Linked DNA regions of Cricetulus griseus: region 1 is linked to region 2. A link is a contact called in public Hi-C data. All regions are on one chromosome and are shown on one strand. Each heading gives the region's core, a stretch centred on a gene start, on an enhancer-like site or on the middle of the called end of the contact. The rest is flanking DNA. Distances are from core to core; before and after follow the strand shown. Region 1 overlaps Rab31 (ras-related protein Rab-31). Region 2 holds the start of Vapa (vesicle-associated membrane protein-associated protein A).

Region 1 (4,780 bases), core at 1,307-3,806, 49 kb after region 2:
ACAGAAACAGAAAAAGAAACAGGGAATGCCCAGGAGGGAAGTGGAGAGAGCGAGGCTGGAGAAGCCAACATTAGTTAAGTTTCTAAAAGTCTTTGACAGTACAAAATGAGGGGATAAGAATAAAAAGAACATGGCAACTAACAAGTCAGAAGAGAACCATTCCCAGCACAGCCCAAGACCAAAGCTTTTGTTTGCTGTCCTAACTCATTAATTACTTCACTTTATCTCGTGTTAGCCCTGGCTTTGGCTTGTTGTCCCCATTTTACAGGAGAAGCTTAGGCCCAGAGAGACTACGTGCCTTGCTCATCTGAGGATGTGGAGTGGAGTAGAAACCCGGGATCTTGGTTGCTGCTCTGTATGAGAGCTGTCTAAGTCAAGCTGTCCTGTCTGCAGTTGGGATTCTGTTCACTCCTGATACGCTTGGTTTGCTCGTCTTTAAACTTCCCTTCTCTCCCTTATAAGCTTGCTGAGTGCATGGATGGGTGGGGACATGGAGGAGCTAGCTCAGCGTTTGATTGGCAAGAGCCCTCCATAACACTTATTGGAAAAGTGAGTGGATGGGCAGATGGGTCGCTGCGGGTGACTGGGTAGATGGCTGCATGAATGGTGGGTAGGTGACTGGGGAGGGGGGGGGATGAATGAGTGAGTAGCTGGGTAGATAGTTGCGGACATGGATGGGTAGATGGCTGAGTGGGCAGATGGGTGGTTACAGACGGGTGGGTGGATGGATGAGTATGGGGATTGGTGGGTGGTCAGGACATGGATGGGTGATAGATGTGGACTGTTGGATTCCCTCTCCAACATACCATCTTCCCCTGTTACACCAAAGTGATCAAACATCCCAGTGTGTTGCTAATAACACAATTAACTTAAAAAAGAGATTTGGGGCCACAGTTTGGTCTATGGTCATCAACCCACATCTGGGGATGGCAGGGTCCTGAGAGGAAACAAGATGCCACATACTGAAAACTAAAGGCTGTTTACAGACATGTGACCTGGTCTCTGTCATGTCTCATAAAATCGTCAGAATTCAATCATGAGGGCTTCAGCCTGAAGTCTTTTTTATTGTTTTGTTTGTGGCATGCTCGTCCATGCACACATACATGGAGAACATGGGAAGATATCAGACCTCCTGCTCTATCATTCTCCACATTCCTTTCTTGGTACAGAGTCTCTCATTGAACCTGAAGCTCAGGTTTCTGCTGGGCTGGTTGGCCGCTGCCTATCATATTCTGGGCTACAGGAACACGGGTGAATGCTGCCTGGGTGTATGTGGGTGTTGGGGGGGGGGTCCAAACTCCAGTCTGCATGCTCACGTGCTTACCCAGGGAGCACTCTTACCCAATGGGCCATTTCCCCAGTGGGGTAGAGTGTTTTCTATTCTTGTTTGATCGTGTGCAGCCACAGCAGCTTCCCAGCATGCCCTTGGCACCTCTCAAGTGTAAAGAACACAGGGCACCACTTCACACAGGCCTGCCATCTATTCAGCACAAGCTCCATGTGGAAAACACAAGCTAGGCCAGTGTGCCAGTGGGCAGGCAGAGGAGCTGAGGAGACAGCCGTGAGGTGTGCTCCGTTGGGCTGGCAATGGTCGAGATCTTTCTAGCACAATAAAGCTAGCTTCACCCCTGCTTCTTACCGCCACATCCCTCCACCTCTGAAAAAGACATACGGGAGGGATACAGAGGCTAGTAAACACATGCCTGCCATTTACCTAATACTGTCTTCTCATCACATTTGCTTCGGATTTTCTTACTTAGTTGTCTGTTTATCGATGGATTGAGACAGGGTCTCAGTGTGGAGCCCTGGCTGGCCTGGAACTCACTACGGAGACCGGGCTGGAGATGAACTCACAGAGATCTACCTGTCTTTGTTTCCCTGGTGCTGGGATTAAAGGAGTACGTATTGGCTTCAGATTTTTAGGCCATGAAATAAGTGGAACCTGCTGACGGTTAAATGCCTTTTTACCTTTGACCTGGTTTGCTGTCATGTGCCTCACAGGTTCATGCTTTTCCTTCTCACGCTTCAATTTCCATCCTTACACCAACAGCCGTTATTACACCTCTGTGGTGCCTTGAGTAGGTCTGGCCCCATAGACTCACGGGCTTGAATGCAGGCCTCTGGGGACTGGCACTATTAGGGAGTATGGCCTTGTTGGAGGAAGTTCATCATTGTTGGGGCAGGTTTTGAGGTCTCCTATGCTCAAGCTATGCCCAGTGTGACACACAGTCTCTTCCTGCTGTTTGCAGATCAGGATGTAGAACTCTCAGCAACTTCTCCAGCACCATGTCTGCCTGCAGGCTGCCTTGCTTCCTATCATGATGGCAATGGATTGAACCTCTGAACTGTAAGCCAGCCCCAATTCAGTGTCCTGCTTTCTAAGAGTTGCTGTGGCCGTGATAGGAACCCTTTGCGGCCATAGGAACCCTAACTAAGACAGCCCCAGCAGCCTTTATTCACGAATCCAGGTTTGCAAATCCATCTCCCGTGCTATGCAGCACACAGCTACTGAGGACTGTTGGACAGATTCCTGTGAGTGGCTCCCTCAGGGCAGTGAAGCCTTGCAGCGTGCACTCTGCTTAGAGAGGCACAGTGATTCATCACAGACAAGGCATCCATCCTACCCACAGCTTTCATCATGTGACCCTGCCTCGTTTTATTATCTGTTTCTTAGTGGATGGCAATTAGCTGCGTCAACAGGGCCTCAGTGAACAGCCTTCTCCAGATCTTCACACACACACAGGTTTACGTGTTCCTTCTTATTCTGAGTTGCCTTTTAAATCATCACTTTTACTGATTGTAATAAGAAAAAGACACTCGGTAAAACTTAAAATATTTATTAGTATGGGTTAAAATCAAAAGCAACGGATACACATGAGTGCGAGGGAAACTCGTAGAACAGGGTACAAGATGCGAAGGTCCTAGGTGTCTGGGGAGGGGTTGTCTAGGCGCAAAACCTGGGTCCAGCCCAAGCAGGAACCCTTCACAGAAACACCAGGAAGGGTGATGGTCTGTGTGATGGCATGACTGCTGGGTCACTGGGTGTCACAATGACAGTGAAAGGCATGGTGGGGCCTGAACACAGCCAGAGCTCTTGGCTGAGGCTGGCTTCTTACTCCCTGCCCTGAGCCCTGCAGAGCAGCCAGGAGGGACACCTACACAGACCACAGTCCTTAACGCCACAGGGAGCGTCTCAATCCTCCAGACCTCCCTTAGGAAAGAGTGGGATTCCCATTCTTTCCCTTACAATTGGCGAGAATTCAGGTTGATCTGCACGGTGACATCATATTCAGTACCTTAATGTACCATTTTTTTTTTTAACCAAAAAAAAAACGGCAAGTCGATTCTGTACCTATGTAAAACTTTTGCCCAACTCTACCACTGTCCTTAGGGATTTCTACTGGGAAAGACTCCCTTTGACAGCATGTGCCTCACTTACAGACACAAGGTCACGAGCCAAACCCAGCCACTCTGAAGTGGATTACATGTGGGTGTAGCCAACATCCGTCATATTTACACATCAAACCTGCCACATGTGAGACAAAGAAAATGGGAGAGGTTAGGAAGGGAATTTGGGGAACAATGATAAGGAAACTATAGCCTGTGTCTGGAACAATTGTAATTTCTAGGTCTTTACATGCTTTTCTGTGATTAAAATTCAATTGGTAAAAACAGCCCAGATGGAGTCCCAAGCCGAGGGGGGAAAGGCACCAAAGGCTTACAGATGTATCTGCAGAGAAGGCCCAAGATGGTATGAATATTTGTGTGCCCAAGGCCACATACTCTTTGCTCATGGTGGTGACACATAATCATATTTTCCCTCTGCCTGGCTTTGACATCAATGGCAAGGCAGCCCAGGAAAAGCAAGGTGTTGTTCCCTCGTGTGCTTCTCCAATACACTCAGAGTGGCTCACTGTTAGGGTGAAGCCCAGACAGTTCATGCAAAATTCAGCCACTGCAAACCCCAGTCCAGAGACATGACATTCTCTTCTGGGGACAGTACCATCTCAGCTTGGAAATCTAGGCAGCCAGCTAGATAAAGGCAAGCTCCCAGGAAGATTCCCTAAAACAGGGGAAGGTTCAACATAAGCCTGGTACTACCTGGAGAGGGGCAATTTCCATTTCAACTCTATTGTTTTTTGTTTGTTTCACCTGTAGTGAGTGGATTAACCAATGTCCTATCAGCCAGTGATGCTGACAACATGGGACAGGACTCACAGTCTTTAGAGGCCCTGTCACAACATACAGATGCCATTTGCTAACAGAGTTTGAGATGCCTGCTATGGGACACTGGAGGACACTCTTGAATCAAGACAAGGATTTTTCCATCCTCCGTATTCTAAGATTCAATTAACTCCCAGGTTGGGAGAAGCAGGAAGAACCATCTGTGGACGTACACATTCTGGAGTTGACAAGCACTGTCCGTGACAGGAACCTGGCTCTGTCTGCTTGATGGCCTTTCTCTCCAAAGCTGGAAAGATTAAAGTAATTCTGATTTTATACCTCCACGGGGGTTGAGGGGCAGAATTTTAAGATGGTAACATTCCTCTGGATGGCCGGCTACAACCATGGTTAGCTGCTATTAATAGAAGTTTGCCCTACAATTTAGACTCAACATCCTCTGATTAGTTTTTTCCCCTTAGACATGGCACTATGATAGAGTCTCCTAGTAAAACAGTGCCCTGGGATTAATCATCTCCAAGAGTAGAAACCATTGCAGTGGAGAGGACGAAAGCTGGGCGGCACCTGGGATGCTGTTTATATCCTCCACCTACTACGG
Region 2 (4,239 bases), core at 232-2,731:
TAGCCCTGCCTTAAAAAATCAAGCTCTTGTCAAATGAGGAATCCTGTAAGTCTCCATTCAGAGAAACCTGTAAATGCACCGAACACCTGCAGTGTAGGAAGTACTGCTAGCAAAACATCAAAATCTTTGTAAGTCCTAAACTATTTAAAATATAATTTAAAAATGGTTCCCACGGGGACAATCCAGCTATTTTCATTCGGACTCAATCTTACACAATCATGGACTCACTGTTTCTTTTAATACTAGAACTGCCATGCAACAACCCAAGGGAAATCGTTCTCATCACAGTTCCTAAAATTAAAACCCCAGGTATTAGCTAAAGAGAGGGAGGAGCAGGTCCTTTTAGCTCCACATCCTATCAGGAAACCTTAAAAATTAGTACGCTGTACGGTTCAAGCTTCTCTCCCCGCTACGTAGCCCACAAACCCACACACACACGGAGACGCCCAGGGCCCTGGATCTGAACCGTCCGTGCTCCACCGTCAGCAGCCCCGGCGCGGCGTGGCACCTTATCAGCTTTCTCGGGGTATGCTGGGAAACCGCAAACGCTCGAGTCGCCGACACCGAGAACGAACCCCTCGGCAAAAAAAAAAAAAAGACGGCGTGCTCCCCCGCCCTCCCCGCACCCCGGGGCTGGGAGCCCGGGTGACACCGGGGACCCGCTACCCGCGACCTAGAGCGCTGCAAACCCCGAGCTGACGCACACGCAGCCTCCCGCCGCGCGCTTGGGGCCCTGCCAGCGCCCGGGGTCAGTCCCAGCCCGACAGCGCTGGGGGCCTGGGGCGCCCCCGAGCCCCGCACCTGACCCGGGAGACCCGGGGCCAGGCCCGCGCCCGCCCCGCCCGGCCCTGCGCGCCTCGCCCGTGGCCACCGACGGCCGCCCGCAGACGCCGAGCGAAGCTGCAGCTCCCGCCGCCGCCCGCAACGCCCGGGGGCAAGGGACGCCGGCGCGGCGGCGGGTGGTGGGCGAGCAAGGCGCGGGCGGGTTCCCCGCGGCGCCCCGCGGGCTGCAAGATGGCGACGGCGCGCGGCGGCGCCGGGCTGAGCCCTCCGCAGCGCCCTGGCTCCCTCCCCTCCCTCCGCAGCCCGAGCGAGCGAGCGGGCGGGCGGCGGCGGAGAGCGAGGCGCCGGCCGAGGACGCAGCGGGGCCGACGCTAGGCGCGGGCGTGGGGGAGGGGAGCGCGGCCCGACCGACCCGGCCTCGCCGCCGCCGCCCCGCCCGCTCGCTCGCTCCCTCGCCCAGACGCTCGCCCGCCCGCCCGCCGACCCCGGCCCCCGCCCGGCCCCGGCCCGGGCCCCGCTCGGGCGCGTCCCAGCCGGCTCACCTTTGAATTTGAGGTCGGAGGGCGGCTCGAGGATCAGGATCTGCTCGTGCTTCGCCATGGCCCCGGAGGCGGACGCCATCGGAGACAGCGCAGAGCGGCGGCGCGCGCGCCCGCGGCGGCGGCGGCGGCGGCGGCGGTTCGCTGGCGGCGGCGGGCGGGGGCGGCGGGCGGCGAGCGGCGGGCGGCGCCGGCGGGGCCCTAGGACGGGGCCAGGCTCACGACGGGACTGCCGAAGCTCCGCGCCTGCTGCCGCCGGGGCCGCGGGTTCCGAGGGCCGCCTGTCGCGCCAGCAGCTCCGGGTGTCACAACCGACTCAACCCCACACCAGCCGCCGCGGCCGCGCGCGCGCACTGCCGGCCTCGGCTCCCCACACGTGACGGGCTGGACGCGCCGACGTGCGCGCCGCCGCGGCCCGGAGCCGCGCGCCGGCCCGCCCTCCGGGCCTGACCGGGACGAGGCGGGGCTAATGCGCCTGCGCGGGCCCGGCCCGGGCTGCGGCTCCCGGCGCCGTGCGGCTGTCAGTCGTGGCGGGGCGGGGCGGGGCGGGGCGGGGCGGGCGGGGCGCCCGGCCGAGAAGCGTCGTTCCCGGTGCCCGGGAGCTGCGAGCGCGGAGTGCCGAGCTGGCGCGCCCACGACGCGGGGGCCTCACGGCGTTCCGAGCGGAATTCCGAACGAGAGGCCGTCAGGAAGGCGCCGCGGCCCTCGGCTCCCGGCATGCTCCGGGCGGCGGGAGGGCGGGGCCTGCGCGCGGGGGCTGCTGGGAGCGGGGAAGGAGGCGGCGGTCCGGTCCGTTGCGGGCGGGCGGGGTCGCTGGCTTCGGGCTGGCCCCGGGGCGTCTCGTCGGCCCTGGGAGAGGAGGAGAAGGGTTCCGCGGGCCCGCGTCCCGGTGGGAAGGCGGCGGGGCCCTCCATCTCGGGCCTCCCGGGGTTCCAAGCCGGCCTCCTCCCTCCCTCGTCTACCCGCAACCGAGCAGAGCCGGACCTAGAAACGCGCACCCCGCCCCAAAGCAAACGGGAGCCCGCGGGCAGGGGCGAGCGGGCGAGCGGGCGGGCCCCCAGCGTGCCGGCCGCCTCCCCTGAGGAGACAGAGCCTGTGCGCGAGGAGAAGCAGGCCAGGCAGCAGAGAGGCTGGCAGGAGGAGCAAACACAACAAATGGATGCGCTGTAAAACATGCACAGATAAATAAACCTTTGCTGCGCCCTGTGGTGCTGCCTGCATTTAAATCTCTAAGGAAGCTCCAGGCGACAAGAAGCACCCTAGACTCCCCAGGACGCCAGGGTTGGAATGGGTCGTCCCCACCCCTGAGGGTACCACAGCTGCTTAAGACTTTTTCAGTGCACTGCCCCTTTTCAGCTGAGAAGTTTTTAATGCCACTCTGGGTGTCTAGGATACATAATAGTGGTACAAAGCAAACACTGATAATAGATTGTAAAGAACTTTAAGGAATGACACTCCTTACTTGGTGTGTTAAAAAAAAAAATAAGACAGACCAAAAACTCTATCCATTTAAGACAAAAACAAGTTTGTATACAAATGAGATAGCTTCGGTTGTTCGTCTTTTTTCCATAAAAATTACTCTTGGCTAAATATTTGATGCCTCTGGACTCAACAATTTTAGAGTTGACTGCTATTTTGATTTCTAATTACCAATGCAGAAAATCATTTCATATAAATACCTAGTGCAAAATGGCAAAAAAAAAAATAGGTTTGGAAACATTTCAGAAATAGTTGGAAATTCTATCCTAATCCCCAGCCAAATTTATTTAGGGGCTTTTTTTTTTTTCCACTGAAATTCAAGTCAGTAACCCAAACTGCAGTTTTTAAAAACAAACATTCTAACAGGATGCAATCCAAAGATTTTTTAAATTTGACACTTGGTAAGAAACAATAGTAGGAAAATATTAAGTCTTTTTCCTTAATAAGCCAGTATGTTTATAAGGCAGAGCAGTTGGCTCAGCAGCTAAAAGCACACACTGCTCTTGCAGAAGACTTGAGTTTGGTTCCCAGCATCCATGGTAGGCTGCTTACAGATGTCTGTAACTCCTCCCATGCCTCAGACCTCTGAGGGCATTTGCACTCGTGTACAGACCTATCCATGTGTGCATAACTAAAAACAATAAGCCTTTTTTTAAATGCTAGAAAATTACAGTGAAAAGCACTGCAGTTCACAACATGGCCATCTCACATCTGAGCCTCGGTGTTTCAGGCAGAAATCATTAGACATATGTGGCAAGATGACATGCACAGAACACAGGCTACAGTGATAATCCACAATGCATTAAAGGGGGGTTATTTTTCACTCATTTGGTTTGGGTTTTTGATTGTTTGTACATTCAGAAACATTTTGCTGTTGGAAAACTTTCCCCACCCCCACCCCCACCTGAATTGGGTGAATTACAGAAACTTCTTCCTGTCTAAGTCATTTACAACTGGAATCAAGTGTTCCTTGGTGTTACTAAAAATAAATAAATAATAAATAAATAAATAAGCAAATCGTGTACGTATACCCTTAAAAACTATGAGAAGCCAGGCATGGTGGTGCCTCTCTTTAATCCAGCCCTCGGAAGGGAGAGGCATGTGGTCTTTTATGTTCTCAGCCAGCCTAGTCTACATAATGAGCTCCAGGCCATCCACCTCCGCATATCAGGCCATGTCTCAAGAAGAAGAGGAGGAGGAGGAAGCGCTGTCAGAATCTCAATAGCTAATAATCTCTCGGAACACATACAACATGTTAGGACTCATCTTCTGTTACTATTGGGACATGAGTGCTGCTCCTGAATCACCCACTGCTCATAAAGAGCACGCTGTTTAAGTGACCTGCGCTTTGGCATTTATTAGTGTCTTTCTTGTAGTACATAGAACTCTTAAAAACATCATCACACTATTTGGTCTTATAACCGTGGGCAAGGGTTAC

The links. A called contact is a pair of places that touch in the nucleus more often than the background predicts.
Region 1: a contact with region 2 is called in a Hi-C map of fibroblasts, with 2.1 times the contacts expected there. The contact joins the enhancer-like site here to the promoter of Vapa in region 2. A contact is called at or near these places in 4 of 8 Hi-C or Micro-C datasets (the CHL-YN cell line, the CHO-K1 cell line and fibroblasts).

The regions. Positions count from the first base shown.
Region 1 is chr2:454,616,790-454,621,569 of CriGri-PICRH-1.0, forward strand. It overlaps Rab31 (ras-related protein Rab-31), which reads right to left. Exons shown (of 7, transcript XM_027397761.2): 7 at 2,822-4,780. Among named protein-coding and RNA genes, the nearest start is that of Txndc2, 12 kb to the left of the region's middle. Within about 2 kb of position 2,557, at least 2 of the 6 cell types and tissues checked have open chromatin away from gene starts, as enhancers often do. A contact at or near this core is called in fibroblasts, where this site is marked.
Region 2 is chr2:454,569,139-454,573,377 of CriGri-PICRH-1.0, forward strand. Vapa (vesicle-associated membrane protein-associated protein A) reads right to left here and starts at 1,482. Exons shown (of 6, transcript XM_027397760.2): 1 at 1,326-1,482. The coding sequence starts at 1,404.